Regions from separate parts of the Mus musculus genome. Here region 1 is linked to region 2. Evidence: chromatin contacts called from public HiChIP or PLAC-seq data. All regions are on one chromosome and are shown on one strand. Each heading gives the region's core, a stretch centred on a gene start, on an enhancer-like site or on the middle of the called end of the contact. The rest is flanking DNA. Distances are from core to core; before and after follow the strand shown.

Region 1 (4,582 bases), core at 1,535-4,034, 45 kb after region 2:
ATGATCCTAGTCGACCCCTGAAAAAGGATAATTTGTTAATGACATGTTGAGAATGGCTGATCTATATGATATATTCACATCTTATATATAACAGAACAAAATATAGAGTTTCTTAACACCTATTCAAGCCTGTTTTTCTCCCAGCCTTTCCATCTCAAAGATATGAGCACTACCTACCCACTCAGGACCTCTCACCTCTAGGAATCATCTGTGTGTGTGTGTGTGTGTGTGTGTGTGTGTGTGTGTGCGCGCGCGCGCGCGCATGTGCAGTATGTGTACTTGTGTGTATTCCTGTGTGTACAAGTGCACACGTATATGTGTTCCTGTGAATGTAAAAGCCAGAAGCCAGCCCAACCTCACATGTTTTTTTCTTAAATACCCACTTATTTTCTGAAGCAGTCTCTTGCTGGGACCTGGGGCTTGCAGCTTAGGCTAGGATGACAGGGTGGCAAGCCCTGGATTCTCCGGTCTCTACCTTCCCAGCGCTAGTATTACACGTGCACATTGTTACTACACCTGGGTTTTTATGAGATGGAATGTGAGTCCTCATGCTGGCATGGCAAGCACTTTATGAACGGAGCATCATCTCCCCAGGCCCCCAGGAGTGTTCTCGTTCTTTCTCTCTCTCTCTCTCTCTCTCTCTCTCTCTCTCTCTCTCTCTCTCTCTCTCTCTCTCTCTGCATCCAGAGCACAGCCTCTATCTGACTCCTGCTCTCCATCTCCGTGCTTCACCCCCCCCCCCACTAACGTCTGCTCTGGACCACAGCCACAGCTTCCTGCTGCTCTCCTACCTCCCTGGCACAGCTCTCCACCCAAACGCCATACTCCCAAAAACTGCCAAACATACCAAGCCACCTTAAAACGTCTGCATTCTCCCTGGTCTCAGGATAGAGCTCAGCAGCTCTTTACCCTGCTCCAGTTTCATCCTTTACCTCCCTTCCTGTGCCTTCCTTTAATGCCATCCTCGCCCTTGGTCACTTCCTCCAAGCCACACAAGACTTTTTGCTCACTGAACTTTTTTTTCCCCCAGAGCTCTACCACTGAGCAAAATCCCCAACCCCTCATTGAACTCGAAGGGTTTTGTTCCTTAAACATTTTTCTGAAATGTTTTGCCCCTACTGGTCACCACAGCAAGGGTCCTTCTTGTCATTCAAATTCCAAATGTCACCTGCTCAGAAAAAAAGTCATCAGGACCTACCAGTCCCATCAGCCATCCAATCACTTCAAGTCACATCCCCTCATGTTAATTTTCCGCACAGCAGTCACCGTTACCTGCTATTATTATTTGTTCACTCTTTGTTCCCTTTCCTCCCGTGGGTTACAAATTGACGAACAGAAATAGTGAGCACCTCCCTTGCATAGAGCACATCCATCAGCAGCCACTATACAAGAGTCCCATGTGACAAAGGAGGCTCGGGGACTTTCTTCACATATTCTGATCCAGATCTAAACATTGTTTCCAAGTTGGTGAAGAAATGAATTCTGAGTCACGGTCGCGCACAGTACACCGAGTGCCAGTCAAACCATGGAGCGCCAGACCTTTGGCTAGTTCATTCATTCCATAAACAAACATTTACAGAGCTCCTACTCTATGCCAGGCACCGACTGACTGGGGCAAACGATCAAAGGCAAGTTCTGACTCCCAGGACCCACAGGAAGCAGAGGGAGGAACGCTGCAACACAGGCACCTTGCCCGACTGGGAAAAGTGAAGACTGTACACTCGTGTCCCCTTACAACTTCGAGATCAGATCCACGCGGACCAACAGACCAAGAATAACTTGGGACAGCGCCCAGAGGCTCAGGCGGCAAAGCTCCCGTTCTACTAGCCCGGGCAGAGCAGATCGTCCGCGTTCCTCGGCGTTCGGCGCCCGCCGAAGACGCGCGGGTAGAGTTCCAGGAATATCATTGGCTGCCTGGGAGCCCCACCCCCATCCCATCCCTGAGAAGCAAGGATGCGGCGGCCCGGGTCGCGCTCCAACTCTCCACGGCGAGCCCAGCCAGCGCGGCTAGAGTAGCGTCGGGGCCCCTCTTCCCCCTCCCCCACGCCCAAGCCCTCAGGCCACACTCCCGACCCACGCGAGCCCTACTCCCCGCCACCCGCCACTGTGCCCAGCGCAGGCCCCCGGGGTAGGCGTGTCCCGGGGGAGCCTTGGAGTTTGCAGGCTCGGCCACCGGCGGGCGGGACCTGGCCAGGCCCCCTGCGGCGCTGCGAACCCCCGTACGCAGCCGTCCCCCCGAGCCCGCCACCGTCAAGCAAACAAACCCCGAGCGCCGAGCCCGCCAAGGCTGCGGGAGAGCAAGGCAGGTGCGGCCGCGGTGCGGATTCACTTACTCGATGAAGAAGCTGGCGCCCTCCTCCGTGAAGCCCTCCTCCCAGCCGCGCGGCAAGTCTGCGGGAAGGCGAGAAAAGTTGGTCAAACTAGCGCAGCCGTGGCGACCCCGCTCCGCACCCTGCATCCCGCACCGACCCAGCGCCCACCTGAGCGGATCATGTGACCCGAGTTGACCGGTTCGCCGGTCCGCGGGTGCAGCCAGGTCGTGCAGCGGAGCTGGTCACTACGGGAGAGGTGCACCTGTTAGCGCCGCCGCCCTCCACGCCCGCCCGCGGCCCCAGCCCCAGCGCACGACCCCGTCCGGGTGTCGCCGCCCCTCACGCACTTGATGAAGAAGACGCGGCCGTCCCGACAGACGCCATAGGACCAGTGCTCAGGTAGGGTGTCCCGCCCGACCGCAGCCGCCATGTTCGCCCAGCGCCTGAGCCCCGGGCCGGGGGAGGGGGGGGGATGGGTTAAGGGGCGGGGTAAGGGGCGGGGCGAGGAGATAGGGGTGCAAGTTGTTGGACAGAGTGAGTGGGAGGGACGAGAAACGGGGAGCTGGAGTAACTAGGAGTTGGAACAAGGAGTTGGGTAGGGATAGGGAGGGGAGGACAAGATCTGAGGAGGGATAGGGAGAAGGGTGCATTGGAAGAAATGAGGGGGAGAGCAGGAAGGAGTGGAGAGGGGCTGAGACAAGAGGGACTTGGACCGACCCTACTGGGTTCCCCTGTGGTGGGTGCAGCGTGGGCTCCCAGCCTTGGTGACTCGCAGTTCGAGGTCACGGCCGGTGCTTCCAAAGTTCACTGGTGGAAGGCCGGCCGGAGCAAGGCACAAGGCCCCGCAGCCTTTGTCCCCGAGACTCGCGGGCGAAGGAACAGTCTAGCCCCCCCCCATCCCCCACCCTTGACACACACACCCTTGCTCCAGGAAAAGCAGGCGACCTGCACACCTCTGCTTCTCCTCCCCCCTACCCCGGAAGTGTGCTTCTTTCTTAGACAAGGAACACCGAACAGGTTTCTGCTGGATTCCGGAGCAACCTCCAAGTCTAATGTAAAATAGGAGAAAAGCTTGCCTGTGATTCCAGGCCTGGGGAAACTGAAACAGAAGGATTGCTGAGAGTTGGAAGACACAGAACTGCTTGACAGAGTTTCAGTGCAGCGCGGGTTACTATGAGACTCTGTCTCAAAAAACAAAAAGGTAGGGGCTGGAGAGATGGCTCAGCAGTTAAGAGCACTGACTGCTCTTCCAGAGGTCCTGGGTTCAAATCCCAGCAACCACATGGTGGCTCACAACCATCTGTAATGGGATCCGATGCCCTCTCCTGGTGTGTCTGAAGAGAGCAACAGTGTACTCACATACATTAAATAAATCTTTAAATTAAAAAAAAAAAAATGCGTGTCGTCCCCCCCCCCCCCCTTCTGAAGCTGTAGAGATCACAGGCAAAAAAGAGAATGCTGGGTCTGGATCTCCCTGCTCTCATTTTGGAAGAGCTGTCAAGCCGAGCTCTTTACCTACTTAGGTCTTGGGGAGCGCTCCTGAACCCCCCAGAGTAAAAGGAAACCCTTAGCTCACTCATTTGCTCCTAATTGACGTTTGTGTGTTTACTCTTTTGCGTCAGTTGGACAAGAGAAGGGGTTTTGGTCTGCCCCAAACTCCAGGACCTGGGCGCCTGAACTATCTGCCTCAGCCTTTAAACTGCAACTCCTCAGCAGCAGAAGAGCAGAAGAATGCAAAACACTCAGACACTCTGTCACATTGCAAGTGGGCGGAGCAGCAGCCGGAAGCTAGGCGCTGGGCAAGGGTCAGGCCAGCCTTGCAGAGACAAAAGCTGCGGGTCTAAGGAGTCTCACAAGAGGGTGCAACTGTCTGCACTGGGCACTGGAATGAGAGATCAGTAGGATGGACCCTGAAGGGGGCACAGCCGGAGCTCTCCCGGTGTTTCTTGACCTGTGGGTCGCGAGCCCTTGGGGTAGCATGTCAGATATCTATTCTGTATATCAGATATTTACCTGCATTATGATTCTCCTTCTCCTTCTCCTTCTCCTTCTCCTTCTCCTTCTCCTTCTCCTTCTCCTTCTCCTTCTCCTTCTCCTTCTCCTTCTCCTTCTCCTTCTCCTTCTCCTTCTTCTTCTTCTTCTTCTTCTCCGTTTTTTTTTTTTTTTTGACACAAGGTTTTTCTGTATATAGCCCTGGCTGTTCTGGAACTCTGTAGACCAGGCAGGCCTTAAACTCAGAAAAACACCTGCCTCTGCCTCTCAAGTGCTGG
Region 2 (4,720 bases), core at 1,258-3,757:
AGATCTCCTCTTGGCTGTGGCCCTCATCCCCTATCTACAGGACATCACATACAGCCTTGACTTCAAGAAGGCAAGAGACAGGAAGCTGCTCCAATCACCCAGTCTCCAGAACATATAGAGAGGGTCATCTGTCTAGGCAAAAGTTATGCTGCACTTAACACAAAGATTCAATAGACAGTCCAGATGCTCCCAAAAGACCAGAAGTGAGCTATAGGGCTTCCTTTGTGCAAAGCAGGCATTATCACCTTCCTGCTTCCAGGCAGTATTAGTCATACTTGCTAAGGTAAGGGAAAGCTTTGACAAAAGAGATAAGAGTTTCCATATTACAGTAAGGAGCCAAAGGTTAGAGCTGCAGTGGGGGGAGCAGCGTAGAGCAGGGAGAGAAGGGGGGGGGTGCACCAAGAATGAGAGACAGAGAGATGGAGGGAGAGACAGAGAGAGAGACAGAGAGAGAGAGAGAGAGATTGCACGCAAATGCACAAGAGCCTGCAACCATCATTTTCAAACCAAACTGCATAGGGGGTATATAAACTGAGATACAAGAATATATTTCAGCACAACATGTTAAGCACAATATACCTTACAAGCATCCATGCACACACACACAATTAAAACAGAGCTGAAAACCAAAGCCGTTATAAATGCACTATCTATTCTTGAAGAGGAGCCAGCTTTTATTCCCAGCACCCACATGGTGGCTCATACCCGTCTTGTAACTCCAGTTACAGGATTTCAATACCCTCTCTGGCATCCCAGGGTACCAGGCATTTAAGTGGTACAATGACACATACCCAAGCAAAACACACATAAACATAAAATAGATGGCTTTTAACTTTTTAATTAAAAAAAAAGACTATATTACATGAATTTCAAAAAATTGGCAGGGGGTAGGGATGGGGGTGGGGACCACAATGTCTCTCCATGTCCTGGAACTTGATAAGTAGACCAGGCTGGTCTTGAACTCACAAAGATCCACCTGTCTATACTGGGATTAAAGGCACCATCACGCCTGATGACTTTGAAAATATGTTAATCATGTGGCTGTTGGGGAGGATGGGGGGCTCAGGTTAGTGTAGTACCCACAAAGGCCAGAAGAAGGTGTCAGATCCCCAGGAGCTAGGACTACAGGCAGCAGTGAGCTGACTTCCGCAATGCCACTTCTGATTACTTTCCACTCTCTCTCCACACAGTGGGAGCTGATGGAATTATAAATAAACATGACTAGTGGAAGAGAATCCGAATCCCATCGTGTTTGTGCCAGATTATCTCAGGAATTTGCAGAAAACATGTTTGTAAATGTTTAATGAAATCTCACAGCCAAGCAATGTGCCTGCATGCCTGAATTGCCTTCTTCTGGGCCTAGCATCCTCCCTGGGTGAGTTCTGAGGGAGATGTCAGCCCAGGAGTAAACCAAATTTGAAAAACTGAAACAACCCATCAAGGCCAAAAGTAATCACATCAGGTCTGAATGCCCAGGCCAGTAACAGACCAAGGTAATGAACCTGAATTGACTCTGAGAAACTACAGAAGTACTGAGACCATCTTGATTAGAAAGGCTCCTGCAACAAAAGGCCCACTCAACTGAAATCTAATCTGTGTCAATTAACGCCCCCAGAATGAAAAACTCCTTTATCAGCCTGCAGTTCCTGGCTCAAGCTCTCTCCTTTTTTGGAAGGTGGGGATGGCCAGGTGCAGTGGGGTGGAGCCTGACACTCTGGCCAAACACAGGGAAGGAGCAGGCTGATTCTGGTGGGTTCTTGGAGCTCCGATCTGCACTCCCCAGGACTCTGGGAGCTCAGAGTACTAATACTGACCAGGCCCCATCACTGTTCCTCAGAGTAGAGTCCATATCCACTCTCCTGCCCTCCTGTCCTCTTGGCTTCCTCCACACTGAAACACATTTTGGCCCCTCCACTCGAGATCTGAAACTTGTTCCCTTCTGACCAGAACACACAGCCCTTGCTCACCTGTAGCCAGCTCACAGCCTCGAGTTCCACCAGCCCTAAAGAAACCTGCTACTGTTTCCACGCATCAGGTACCAATGCAAGAAGCATAGGCACCCAGGAAACACAAGGAAACCAAGGCGCTAGATACAAGTGCCGTAGTCCTTACTTCCTGAGCTCTGAGTGCCTGGCACCATGGGCGTGAAGGTGAAGGCCAGCTAGGCCCTCAAGGTGAGTGAGGGGCTAGAGTGCGGGAGGCATGCACGCCAAAGGAAAAGAAATGGGTGTTACACACGGTCAGAAGGTGAGGGAAGAATATCCAGGGGGATTCTGGGAAAGCCGCTCAGTCACATGAAAGCTAACTGGTGTGAGGTCGTATCTATCATCAGCAGAGGCAGCTGCTACCCACAAATTCAGGAGAGCAGGGTGCAAAGGAAAGAGAACACACAGCCTGAGGGGATTCTCCACCCGCAGGGGGCTGCTCAGCCACAGGAGAGGCACTTAAATAATGTCAACATCAATAGGCTGTGTAGCAGCTACACCCAGAGCAGAGGCTTCCCCAAGCCTGGAGGCAACTTAATCCCCAGCACCCAGCTGGGGACACTGAGGCCTGCAGGGCCTGGACAGGCAGTAAGTAACTTGCCAGTTCCCTGAACCCAAACTTGTTTTTAAACTTCAACTTCCTTTCACTACTCCAGCCCTTGTGGCCCTGACCAGACCTCCAGAGGACAGACCCAGCCAGTAGCTGCCCCTCCAACCCTCCAGACAGGCCACTGTCCCTGAACCCTCGGGGCCCTGGGTCTTCATTGTCAGAGCTGTCCCTTCTCATTTTCTGGGTACAGCTTCCCCCTTCCCCAAACACAAAGCACTCAGGTTATAAGAAAATGGAGTCATTCAGAAAACCTTCCTCACGGAGGTCCCCAAACCACCCCAATTCCCAAATCATTTCTCCACCACTCACTAGGACTACCGAAGTTCCAGATAAAAGGACAGGATCCCCGAAGCTTGGCTGGAAAGGTTGTGAAAGGCACCGCAGCTTCTCAAGGTGGTCCGGGCACTGAGAGGGGCTCATCAGAGTCTCCTGGCGCCTTGCAGGGCAAAGGCAGTGAGTGAGCCTCAGCTTGCCCCAGGCAGCCAGAGCTCCAGAGAGTTTACAGTTACGGCTGCAGGCAACCGGAGAACGGAGAACAGAGAAGTGGCCCAGAAAAGGAACACCCCCCCCCAGCCCCGCACCCACCTTTGGCCACACCCGAAAGGGACATCTGCAGCTGTTATTCTCCCTGGTGCAGCATTTACTCTAGGTGTCAGAGCCATTTCAGCCTTGGTCCTCAGACCCTCTGTGGCATCTGCACACAAGGAGAGGAAGCACAGCCAGGAGTTAAAAAGACCAAGGACTCCCTGCTGCACCCTCCTGGGCCAGGGTGGCAAGACCTCAGTCAGCTCTGACATCCAAATAAGATTCTGCCATTAACTAGCTACTTAACTCCGGCAGTTTAAGTCACCTCTCAAAGTCTCAGTCCGCCCCCCATCCCCTCCCCAGCCCTCCCTCACCTCCCAAGTGTTGGGAACAGTACCGTCCACCTCACTGCCGTGGTGTCACAGGAGGGGACCAGCACAGAGGGACTGCTGTGGGTAGGTGCTCATGAGTATGTCCTTGGTTGGCCAAAGTCACCAGGCTGAAAGCATGTACCACCAGCCTGGCCCCATCCCCACTGCACAGGGAGTAAAGGGGCAAATACATCAACTTGTCTCCTTTCCCAAACAAGAGCGTTGGCACTGAAACACCCACATCCACACACACACACACACACACACACACACACACACACACACACACACACAGTCTTTCTCCACCTAAGAGGCACAGGCCTGGAAACAATACTGGGCCTGCACCCTTTTGCAGGGTGTGACTCTGGACAGGAGTGAGCCTCTGCTTTCTTACGCTTACGTGGATGGACGCTACCACAGGGTCCAGCAAAAGGGCTGTTTTGAGGCTGTTTGCCGAAAGGCCCTTGGAGACGGACAGGGAGAGCAGGAAGCGCCTGAGATCTTTCAGCTATGGTTATCACCTCCACACAGCATTCATCTCCCAAAACACCCGGCAAGCCTCTCTCCTTGCGAAAATCAGCTTCAGCCACTGAGTATGGGCCGCCTTGCTCAGGCCTAACGGTTGTGTTTGTGAGGATGTTTCTAGCATTCTAACCTGCCGGGGACCCAGGAGCAATAAAAACCAAACCACAAGACCCAAACTGTGGGCCAGCCACCAGCAAACGGCAGTGCTTGCTCCTCCAGGACAACCAGAGTGAACGTACAGTCTGCGAAGGGGAGGAGGAGCAGGGGAACCACGGTGGCCTGCGAAGTCACCAGAGTCAGCATCCCCATCCCCTCCTGCACCCAGGAGCCAAGGCCTTTTTCCTTCTCCCAGGAGGCGCTGGGCCATCAGCTTCCTCTTGTGCAGCTCAGACTGTAACAGGGGTGGTGGGCACAGAGCTGAGGGCCAAGCACCTGACCAAGCACCACAGTTTGTATCCTAGAGCTCAGCACCTTTTATTTTTAGAGGTTTGTGTTCCAGGTTGGTGAGGAACCTGTAGATACCTCAGACCTTGCTTAACTTAGGACTTTTTCTTTCATTTTTAATGGTGGAGGTAAAAGTTGGGGTTTTTCTAACTCGCCATATATGCTAAACAGCAAGCTTAACTCTGAAACCACCCATATGCCCTACTTCAGGATACCAGAGACAGCAGCCCCTGCTTCTGAACACGACGCCAACACTGGAA

The links. HiChIP or PLAC-seq counts read pairs in DNA pulled down with a chosen protein or histone mark.
Region 1: an H3K27ac HiChIP or PLAC-seq map of embryonic stem cells shows a contact between it and region 2, with 66 read pairs. The contact joins the promoter of Plekha7 here to the enhancer-like site in region 2. A contact is called at or near these places in 9 of 39 promoter capture datasets (the 3T3-L1 cell line, the HPC-7 cell line, HPC-7-derived erythroid cells and 5 more), 80 of 484 Hi-C or Micro-C datasets (the AML12 cell line, B cells, the C10 cell line and 38 more), 31 of 115 datasets of contacts at active chromatin or transcription factors (the HPC-7 cell line, astrocytes, craniofacial prominence and 16 more) and 4 of 9 other capture datasets (adipose tissue, embryonic stem cells, liver and 1 more).

The regions. Positions count from the first base shown.
Region 1 is chr7:116,305,592-116,310,173 of GRCm38.p6, forward strand. It overlaps Plekha7 (pleckstrin homology domain containing, family A member 7), which reads right to left and starts at 2,785. Exons shown (of 27, transcript NM_001305185.1): 1 at 2,660-2,785; 2 at 2,481-2,557; 3 at 2,334-2,391. The coding sequence starts at 2,742.
Region 2 is chr7:116,261,139-116,265,858 of GRCm38.p6, forward strand. The region is part of intron 3 of Plekha7 (pleckstrin homology domain containing, family A member 7); the gene reads right to left. Among named protein-coding and RNA genes, the nearest start is that of Gm44867, 28 kb to the right of the region's middle. Within about 2 kb of position 2,508, at least 36 of the 459 cell types and tissues checked have an H3K27ac peak or open chromatin away from gene starts, as enhancers often do. A contact at or near this core is called in the G1E-ER4 cell line, embryonic stem cells, epiblast stem cells and 7 more, where this site is marked.